2 separate regions of the Rattus norvegicus genome follow, and region 1 is linked to region 2. The links are chromatin contacts, called in public Hi-C maps. All regions are on one chromosome and are shown on one strand. Each heading gives the region's core, a stretch centred on a gene start, on an enhancer-like site or on the middle of the called end of the contact. The rest is flanking DNA. Distances are from core to core; before and after follow the strand shown.

Region 1 (4,920 bases), core at 1,371-3,870, 61 kb after region 2:
CTTATTGTGAGGGGCCATTGCTTATGGGCTGGCTATATGACCCACCTGCCTTCTGCTGGGCCCACCGTGTGTGTGTGTGTGTGTGTGTGTGTGTGTACAGTGCACAACATTGCAAGTCTCCTGGGCATGTAATTACATCCTGTTCTTCTGTCCTCTTGACTTGCACCAACATTTTCAGTAGAAAGGTTTTCTAAGCTGCATTAAGTTGATGGAACACTGAAACTTCCTGATACCCAACTTCCCTTTGTATTTTATGGGTGTAAAACTATGCAAGTCTTACAAGCCCTCCTCTTCTAACATACTTTATAAGTTATGCAGAGGGAGGGAGGGAGGGAGGGAGGGAGGGAGGGAGGGAGGGAGGGAGAGAGAGAGAGAGAGAGAGAGAGAGAGAGAGAGAGAGAGAGCGAGCGCGCGCTTCCTGGCCATGTCCCCCGGGTTGTATGGTGCTCCAGAGTTACTCCTGTCCTTCCTTGGTACTCCTCCTTCCCTCTTCCCCCCCACCCCAACTCCTCCTTGAGCTCTCAAGTGAATAGAGAAGGATAATTATGCTAGCGATGCATTTACCCAGTTTATAAATTTTGCCTTTTGAGAGAGGTACCTTGATGGCTTAGGAAAGGAAAAGCAGCTGTTGTCTTCAGAACAGTGGATTAGGAGACTGGATGTGACTTGTACACATTTCTCCATGTTAACTATTATAGATGTTAAAGTATGGCAGGAACAGAGCCTGAGTCCAGAACCTTCTGCAGTCAGTGGCTCTGGAGCTGCACCTTGAAGGGAGGCGAGATTTGGCAGGAGAACGTGGACATTCCAGTGGCCCGGGCAAAGCCATGGCAGCTGCAATGGGCTGGGAAGGCCGTGGTCACATGCAGTGAAGCTTTGGGGTACTGCCCTTCCCTGATCCTGGGGAGGGCGGAAGGCAGGCTTTGTTTTGCTCAGGGTCAGATGAGTACTGGATTCAGAGTGCCCACCGAGGTGCTCAGGTACTTGTTCCATGAATGGAGGAAGCTGGCACAACAAAAGCAGCTAGACCCTCAGCAGTGGGTCAACGGTGCCAGGCCGTGCTGCACTTTCAGGCAGCTCATTTTCGTTCACTGTCAGTGGCTGGCTAGCTGCTATTGCATTTCCCTTTAGTACATGAAGATGTGGGGCACACTTGACACATGAAACTGGGCTATTTGGGTTCAGAACCCACAATTCTCTTTGAACTTTGCATCTTAGAAAGGTAGGTGGGCGCTGGATTTAAAGGACATGAGTGCCTCACTGCAGTGGGATTGAGTTGGTGGGGTTCTCCATAGGTTTTCAAGTAAGGAACTATATGGTGTCCAGCATGATATTTACCGGTGTACACTTGAGTGGGGTGAAGTATGTTTATCATCACCAGAATGACCATCGGCATTTAAAGCTAACCTGAGACCCAGCTTGTGCTCAGTAAGCTCCCTTACTCATGCCTTTGCTTGGGGGCTTTGGATTTGCTTGACCAAAGGAAGCCTTAACTATAGGTGTTAGGCCAGTAAGTGACGTGTCCTTAATTCTCTGTACTTGCTGTACCCAATAATAGCTTTACAGGAAAACAGGGAACCATGGGGACTTCCACCACATGCTTGTACTTTACACACTGGTTGGTCTGTCTATTTGGGATGTGTGTACATGCTCTCTCTCTCTCTCTCTCTCTCTCTCTCTCTCTCTCTCTCTCTCACACACACACACACACACACACACACACACACACACACACACACGGACATTGGAGAACAACTTGTGGGAGCTGGTTCTCTCCTTCTACTACATGGGTCCAAGGGATCAAACTTGGGTTGTCAGTTTGATGGCAAGGGTCTCTACCCATTGGCCATATTTTTTGTTTTTCTGAGACAGTCTCACAGCATAACCCAGGCTGGACTGGAAATGGCTGTGTGGTCCAAACCTCGAGTTGGGCCAGACTGTTGTGACATTTTATTTCAGGGACTTGAGTATGCATGTGTACTGATGTCCCGAAGCCAGTCTTATGGCTGCAGAAGCATGATTACATGGAGCAATGGAAAGCCTACAGTGCAAAATAATGGCGTTGTTCATGAAGTGGTGCCAAGAGTTAACAGTGAGAACTCATGTTATACACCAGCCATGTGATACATGACAGACCCAAGAGGTACCCGAGGCCACACCAGCAGCCCAATACTTACTGCCTGCCCATTCTCCTGTATATTGCAGCCTCCATGCCCCAGCCCCTGTGCTTAGGCTTCATTGGCTGGTCCTGTTAGAACTTTCTGGTGGCTTGGATTAAAGCAATGAAATGTAAGAAGGCTGCTGGAGGGCCATTAATAGGATTCGCAGCTGTCAATCTCAGAGGGGAGCCTGGGCCAAAACTTAGAGCCAGCCCCATTCCTCTCTTATTTCCAGCCTTCTTTGAGAGACCGCCTCACTGTGCTTTTTAAGCATTTTTTTTTTTTCAGATACCAGATTTTTGTTTAGTGGCTGACTTGGGACAGACAAATTGACCCAAACCGGGAAAGGACTTAGAAAAGGTTGTGGCCTCTTGTTCCTTGCACTGTATTCTGAGTCTCAGTGGTGCACTGGCATCTAAACTGGGCTTCAGATCTATTGGCCATGCCTGGTGATCTTTGTTTGAGTTACTAGTAATGGCCAGAGTTGCAGCATCCTGGTGAAAAAAGCCTGGGGCTCCCAGCACAGAGAGTCAGCTGTCTCTGCAGCCTCAGTGCCTTGGGCAGCCTTTCTCTGCCAAGGGAGGGTGAATGTGGAAGGTCACAGCAAGTGCAGGGAGAAAGCTTCAGGACAGAGCTTTGCCTGACTGTAGGTATGGAGGCAGCTTGTCTCACAGCTAGTTCAGAGACAGTTCATTTTGGTTTTGTTTTCAATGAAGCTGGGTGTATCTTTCAGGGGATGCAGGTGCCACAGAGGGTCATGACTGCCTTTGGGGTACTGGGGACAGGAAGAGGAAGAGTGGGCAGGCTGCGAGGGACTGAAGGACATGATCACAGCCACTGCTCACCCAGCCTCTGTAAGAGAGGCAAAGCTGCTTGGGTTCAAGGAGAACAGTAAGACATGGTTCAGCACCAAGTTCTGCCCAACGAGATTTTGTTCACTTTGCCCATGAAAGTCTTTCTGCATACTTCCTATTCTGGATGGCAGAACTCTCTTTTGGCCTTCAGAACTCCACATGTGGATGATAAATTCTTTCAGTGGGAGGAAACTCATGAGTACTCCTCACAGATGAATGTGAAGGAAAGAGGTGCCCACCTGCTGTTTCATGAACCACAGACTTCCTCTCATGCCTTCTCCACTTGTTAGGTCAGAAGACAACTTGCAAGAGTCAGCACTCTCTACTATGTGGGTCCTAGGGTTTGAACTCAGATTTTTCAGGCTTGGCAGCAAGTGCCTTTACTCCTTGAGCCATTTAGCCAGCCCGTTATACACTTTCCCCACTTGTGCATCACAATCTCTTGTGTACCTGTGTTCTCTTGCTTATCCTAAGTGTGCCTGTCTGACAGTGACTTACTGAAGGATATTTTAGGACATGGGACATCGGATTCTAACTGTGTCTTCCCTGACTTCTCCTCTGGAGTTGTGTGTAGGAAAGAGAAGTCATTTGCTGTCTAGCTTCTTGTGTCTTCCCTGTCTCCCCCAGTTCTCTAGGGTGTTTGCAGGGTGAGCTCAAGTGCTTCTATCGCTTTAATGGCTGTTAGGAAAGGTTGATAAAATTGTTTTCTAGGCTTCTTGTCTTTAACTTTGCAACTCTGGTTACAGGGTCACAGAGCTGGACTTTGGAGCCCTTCTCAAATATGGGAACAGGTGATAAAGCCGATGTTAAAATAGGGGAATGTCCAACGCCCCTTTGACTTTTAAAGTTGTGTGGCCTACAGGCTGTATGGTGTGTATTGCTGAGGACAGCAGTGAATATGGCCCAGCACGAAATCATAAAGTTATTTAAAGCATTATGAGCTCTCTCTCTCTCTCTCTCTCTCCCTCTCTCCCTCTCTCCCTCCTTCCCTCCCTCCCTCCGTGTGTGTGTGTGTGTGTGTGTGTGTGTGTGTGTGTGTGTGTGTGTATGTGTATTTTTCTCAAGCATGAACTTTGTAGATGATAATATTATCTTGTGATGTCAAAAGGTTGTTATTGCTTGGCCCTAAGACCTTTGGTAATCCTTCCAAAGTTCTAAGTTCAGGTGCAACAACTATGGAAATCAAGCCAGTATGCAGTCATAATAGGAGATTAATTGCTGGTACTGGACCAGGGGGAGTAAGTGACAGGGTCTTAGGCAGAATGCACTGTGTTTTCTAAAACAGCATTTATACAGAATAGATAAATGTTAATTTTTTTAAATTTGCTTTTCATCATTGTCTTAGGCTGCACAGTTATTTCATTTTGAGATAACTATGTAGGAGTGTACATGCCTATGTTGTGACTAAGTGTGGTTGCAGGTGAGGGCAGCCTTTGGGAGTCAGTTCTCTCTCCACCATGTGGGCCCTTGGTATTGAACTCAGGTTCTCAAACTTGACAGCAGTCCCTTTTCTTCTGAGGACCCTGTGTGCCAGTGAACTCACCTTTCATTATATCTCATTCTTTCTTTGCTTATTTCTCCTAAAGATGGTCTGGATTTTACATTTGAAATCATGACCACATGGGAGTAGCAAATAGAAAAGAAGCTGCCTCTAGACAGACGACCCCAAGAACACTGTGGGACAGTCACGTGTTAGCTTATGTGGTCTTGGTGATGGATGCAGATCAGGCCAGGGAGAAGGGAAGGCCAAGCCCTGAGGGGAGCTTCCATTAGAGAAGAACCACTTGTACTTGGACATGGAAGGGACTGGTTGGGTAGTTGGGAGGAGGGGCACTCTGGGAGAGTGGGGAGGGGACAGTGACATAGGGGACTTTAGTTTGGCCTAGGTTGAGACCACAGTGGGGTCT
Region 2 (4,774 bases), core at 840-3,339:
CTCCCCTTTTCTGAGAAGGGGAAGAAGGGTGGTTAGGTGGGAGGTAAGAGGGAGAAACTGAGGGGAGGGAAGGGAAATTGCACCTGAGTCCTTTAAAATAGCGGCCAGTGCTCTTAACCACTGAGCCATCTCTCCAGTCCCCACCGTACTGTTTTTATTGCTATTGCTCTGTAGTACAGTTTGAAGGAATTAAAGGCATACAGCAGCACCACCTGGCATGGTTTTGTTCGTTTGTTTGGTTTTTGGTTTTTGGTTTTTTTGGGGGAGAGATTTATTTTGTCTTTGATTTTTTAAATGTGTATATGTATTCGGGTGCCTGTGGAAGTCAGGATAAATTGTTGGATTCCTTGGAACCGAAGTTATAGGCGGTTGTGAGCTGATGGATGTGGGTGCCAGAGAAACTATGGCTATTTTAGAGAGACTAGATATTTTTGAAAGACTGGATATTTTAGAGGGGCTTGAGCTTTGAAAGGGATGTTGGATGTTTTAAAGAGAATAGACTTAAAAGTGCGTGCATTTAAAAAATTATTTATTTATTTATTTATTTATTTATTTATTTATTTATTTATTTATTTATGTGAGTACACTGTCACACCAGACACAACAGAAGAGGGCATCAGATCCCATCACAGATGGTTGTGAGTCACTATGTGGTTGTAATTGGGATGTAAAGTAAATAAAAAAAAAACTAAATCAATAAGGAAAAAACAGCAGCAAAACCATGGTAAACCAACGTGCATGCCTTTAATCTTAGCACTCAGGAGACAAAGGCAGGTGGATTTTTGAGTTTGAGGTCAGCCTTGTCTACAGAGTGAGTTCTAGAACAGGCAAAGATACAGTAAAACTCTCTCTTCAAAACAAAACATCCCCAAAACTAAACCAAAAAGCCTTCAAGCCATCATGACAATGAAAGTTTTGGTATCAGTTTGTTACTTCTCCTAAGTAAAGCAACGGTGATAAGCGTTTGCACACCATGCACAAGAGAGATTGATGCCCAGCAATGTCCACACTCTGAAACAAACCCATTCTATGTGCACATATTTTCTTTCAATATTCTTGTTCTCAGCGGTGACCTGTCAGTGCCCAGTTCTTAAGGCACTGTTCTTTTCTGAATATGGATGCTGTTAGGTATTTGTGAGTGCTTTCTGTAAATTATGTCAGTGAGTGCATTGGGGTAAACTTCAAACAGTTGTTATTCACCTCAGTGATGAAATAAACAAAGTTCTGTGTTACATATAGGCTGGAGGGAGGCCCATGCATTCACCAGTGTACAACTTCAACAAAAAAGTTTTCAAATCCAAATTGCTGGGAAGCACAGGAGCGTAGAAGGGCAAAACTGGACATCCTTAAACTCCTTGAGAGCAGCGCTGTAATTGCATAGCCCAAACACCTCACATATAATCTGAAGGCCACGCGGGAGGCAAGGCAACACTGTTGTTAAGGAACTTAGAAAAGAAACTGGCACAATTTCGCACGAATGGCAGTAGCCCCAACCTCGCGCCTTGGTTCACTAAAGCGCGAAGAACGTTTTAAAAGCTGTGCTTCCGGTAGCAGCACTCGTGCGCATGTTCAGAAAGACGAACCAGACACACTGCCAACTACGGGAAGTAGCGGGGGTCAATTTCTTTCACTGAAATCGCCCGGTAAATAGCGGGCACCCATAACCCAGAAGTGAAAGATTGTTCGATTCAAGTATCAAACAACCCGACAATCAAACTTCCGGCTGAAAGCTCTCGGACTTCTCTTTAGCTCTTTTATCACACAACTTTCTCCTAGTCTTGCTCCAGTTTTGCTTTCACTCCTCAAAAGCTCAAAATATTCCTTAAGTCCTCCTTAGTCACCTTTTTATCAAAGCACCTTTACACTACGGGTCGCCATTCGGGTCAAAGGCAATGGCAAAGGCGGCGGGAGCCGAAACTTCATGCAGGCGCCTTCTCTGGGCGTTACCATAGAGAGGAAGCCACCTCTCTAGGCTGAGATTAGTGTCTCTATGGTTTAGCCCGGCCGGTGGCGGTAAGGGAACACAGTGAGGCCTCACTGCGCCGGCGCAGTTGGTTTCTCACTTTTTTTTTTTTTTTTTTTTTTTTTAATCCCCGCACCAAGCGCTTAACCTCATTGGGGTGGAGGAGAAGGCGGTGGCTGTCCGGTCCGCCGCCGCAAGAGTAGTGAATAATAGAATTGTAAGTACCGGGTTTAAGACGAATAATGTTCAGACTGGAGTCCACTGGAGGGCCCTGCTCCTTTTCCGGGCGGTGGCGGGCGCAGGGTCCGGATGGGGACGGTGTCCAGTGCTGTCAGCCGCTCTGGGGTGCACTTTTGGGGGAGGGGGCGGCCTTGGGATGGGATCTGGGTGAGAACCCAGGACGCGCGGCCTCCGGGTTCAGTTCTGACTGTAGGCTGCTTTGCAGAGGGGAGGTGGGGCGGCTGTGGGGTCAAGCCTGGCTTTGTGTGACTGTCTCTTTCAGACCCCACCCCGGGGCCCCTTCCTGACCCGGAGTCTCCCCAAGCAGGCTTGGGAGACTCCAGAGCAGTCCTGGGATCTCTTTGAAAGGAACAGAGATTGCACTGAGCGGGAAGGGGCTCCAGGTGAGGAAACCTCACTACAACTAATCATCGGCGAGTGATGGGTGTGGAGAAAGATTCTGAGGGAAGAAGGGGTTGCCGGGGAGGCAGGCCGGGAGGCCGGTGCCCCCAGCCTGGGCCAGACAAAAGCGGAGCAGCCGGGGCCCAGCAGGGTGCGGAAGGTCCCCTTGGCCCCAGGAGGGCCCCCGCATCTAGGATCTTTGCAAAGCTGGGAAAAAGCGGACCAGCGCTGAGTTAAGCCTGTGCAGCCTCTTCAACTTGCCTTTGTTGTTCTTCGGTATTGGCAGAGCCGCTCTGACGAAGATGAGTGTGTGATCTTGCACGTTAGTCTGGTTGGATACAATGGAGCAGACTGAATCTTGCTTTCCATTTTATGAGTTGCTTGGATGAGTGTGGGGTTTTGTTTTTTCCTTTTTTCTTCTTCTTTTTATCTCATCTGTATTTACCTTTTAAAGCAGAATGTGACTGGGCACTATTATTTCCACATTCACAAGCCTTGCTGAGTTACAAGACCTAGGGAAACTTAGGGTTTTGTTCTCGGTACTTTGGAAAACAAGCCACTTGGGGAATCCTCCGTCAAGTTGTTTTAACTTGTGTTTACTTCTAAGACTAGTACATGCAGAATTAAGTACAGGGAATGAAAAAGAAATTTAAGATGAAACGTAAGCCATCTTAATTTGGTCTACTAAGGAATCCAGTTCAACAGCTAAACATTTCAGACCACATGGTTAACATTAACAGTAGGTTACATTATGTCTTACAGCAAACGTTCTAAAAAAACCCTTGAGTCAAACCTATAGTATCACAGTATCACATGTAGAGTTTTTAATCTTCCCCTTAGTTTGTAAGTGTTAGCAAAAATAAACAAAAATCATGGAAAATACATTATCAGAAGGAATGAAGGTAAGCATCAAACACATAGTTCTGGGGAAGCCTAGTCTACTTCTTCCATGCATGATGTGTCGTCATCTCCTTCCAGGGGTGGCATTTCTTCAGTTATAGCAGCACTGGTATCATCCACAGTAGGATCATCCTCTTCAGTACCTAGACCAAGCTTGATCATCCTGTAGATCTTGTTAACATGGGTCTGGGAAGCCGGAAGACCGGAGTGCAGTTTCATACAGCAAGATGGCCAGATCCTTCACAGACTTGTCATTTTGGTCAGCGTCTGCCTTTTGCCTTAAGGTTTCAATAATGGAGTGATCAGGGTTTATCTCCAGGTGTTTCTATAATGCCATGTAACCCATTGTTGTCTCTGAGGGCTTGAGCTTTCTTGATTCTCTCCATGTTTGCTGTCTTCCCATATGTGCTTGTGACAATACAGCATGGGGATGTCACCAATCAGTTACCTTTTCAACCTTTTTCTCCAAAATGTCGTGCAGAGGTTCTTAAATTTGTCTTTTTCTCTTCCTGTTCCTCTTCATCTTCTGGAAGTTCCAGTCCTTCTTTGGTAACTGACTGGTGTCAACTCCTCACAGTTATCTATGATAAAAACTTGGCAAGCATACAACTTGATGTTGTTTTTTTTTTTTTTTTTTTTCTTTCTGTTTTCAAACAGATCAAAAGGGGCGTGTCTTGGGACAAAAAGAAGGACCGGAATTCTAATTGTTCTTCAACAGAAAAATTTGGCTTTACCACCAAATGTTCTTCCCAATCATTGGTTAAACTCTTGTAGAACTCTCCATAGTCTTTATTCATAATGTCATTAGGACTTCTAGTCCAAATCAGTTTTGTTTTGTTGAGTTCTTCTTGATCAATGTACTTTTCCTTTATTGTCTTCTTTTTCTTCTTGTCACCATCCTTCTTCTCTTCTTCTTCATCAGAACCAACATCTTCTATTTCAGGCTTGTCATCAGACTCCTTTTCTTCTTTTTCTTTCTCTTTCTCTTTCTCTTTCTCTTTCTCTTTCTCTTTCTCTTTCTCTTTCTCTTTCTCTTTCTCTTTCTCTTCCTCTTCCTCTTTCTCTTTCTCTTCCTCTTTCTCTTTCTCTTTCTCTTCAGCCTCATCATCACTGACTTCCTTATCACTTCCTTCTCCACAAAGAGAGTAATGGGATAGCCAATAAACTGAGAATGTTTCTTCAAAATCTCTTTTATTCTCCTTTCCTCCAAGTACTCAGTTTGGTCTTCTTTCAGATGCAAGATAACCTTTGCATGACCCATTGGTTCACCTGTGTCAGTTCTCACTGTGC

What was found. Hi-C and Micro-C count contacts between places; a contact is called where the count stands out from the background.
Region 1: a contact with region 2 is called in a Hi-C map of liver, with 3 times the contacts expected there. The contact joins the enhancer-like site here to the promoter of Clasp1 in region 2. A contact is called at or near these places in 8 of 12 Hi-C or Micro-C datasets (the A7r5 cell line, Schwann cells, frontal cortex and 4 more) and 1 of 1 datasets of contacts at active chromatin or transcription factors (oligodendrocytes).

The regions. Positions count from the first base shown.
Region 1 is chr13:32,104,836-32,109,755 of GRCr8, forward strand. All of the region lies in intron 2 of Clasp1 (cytoplasmic linker associated protein 1), which reads left to right. Among named protein-coding and RNA genes, the nearest start is that of Clasp1, 61 kb to the left of the region's middle. Within about 2 kb of position 2,621, at least 9 of the 93 cell types and tissues checked have an H3K27ac peak or open chromatin away from gene starts, as enhancers often do. A contact at or near this core is called in Schwann cells, hepatocytes and liver, where this site is marked.
Region 2 is chr13:32,044,355-32,049,128 of GRCr8, forward strand. Clasp1 (cytoplasmic linker associated protein 1) reads left to right here and starts at 2,090. Exons shown (of 43, transcript NM_001427589.1): 1 at 2,090-2,180. It also overlaps the pseudogene Hsp90aa1-ps5.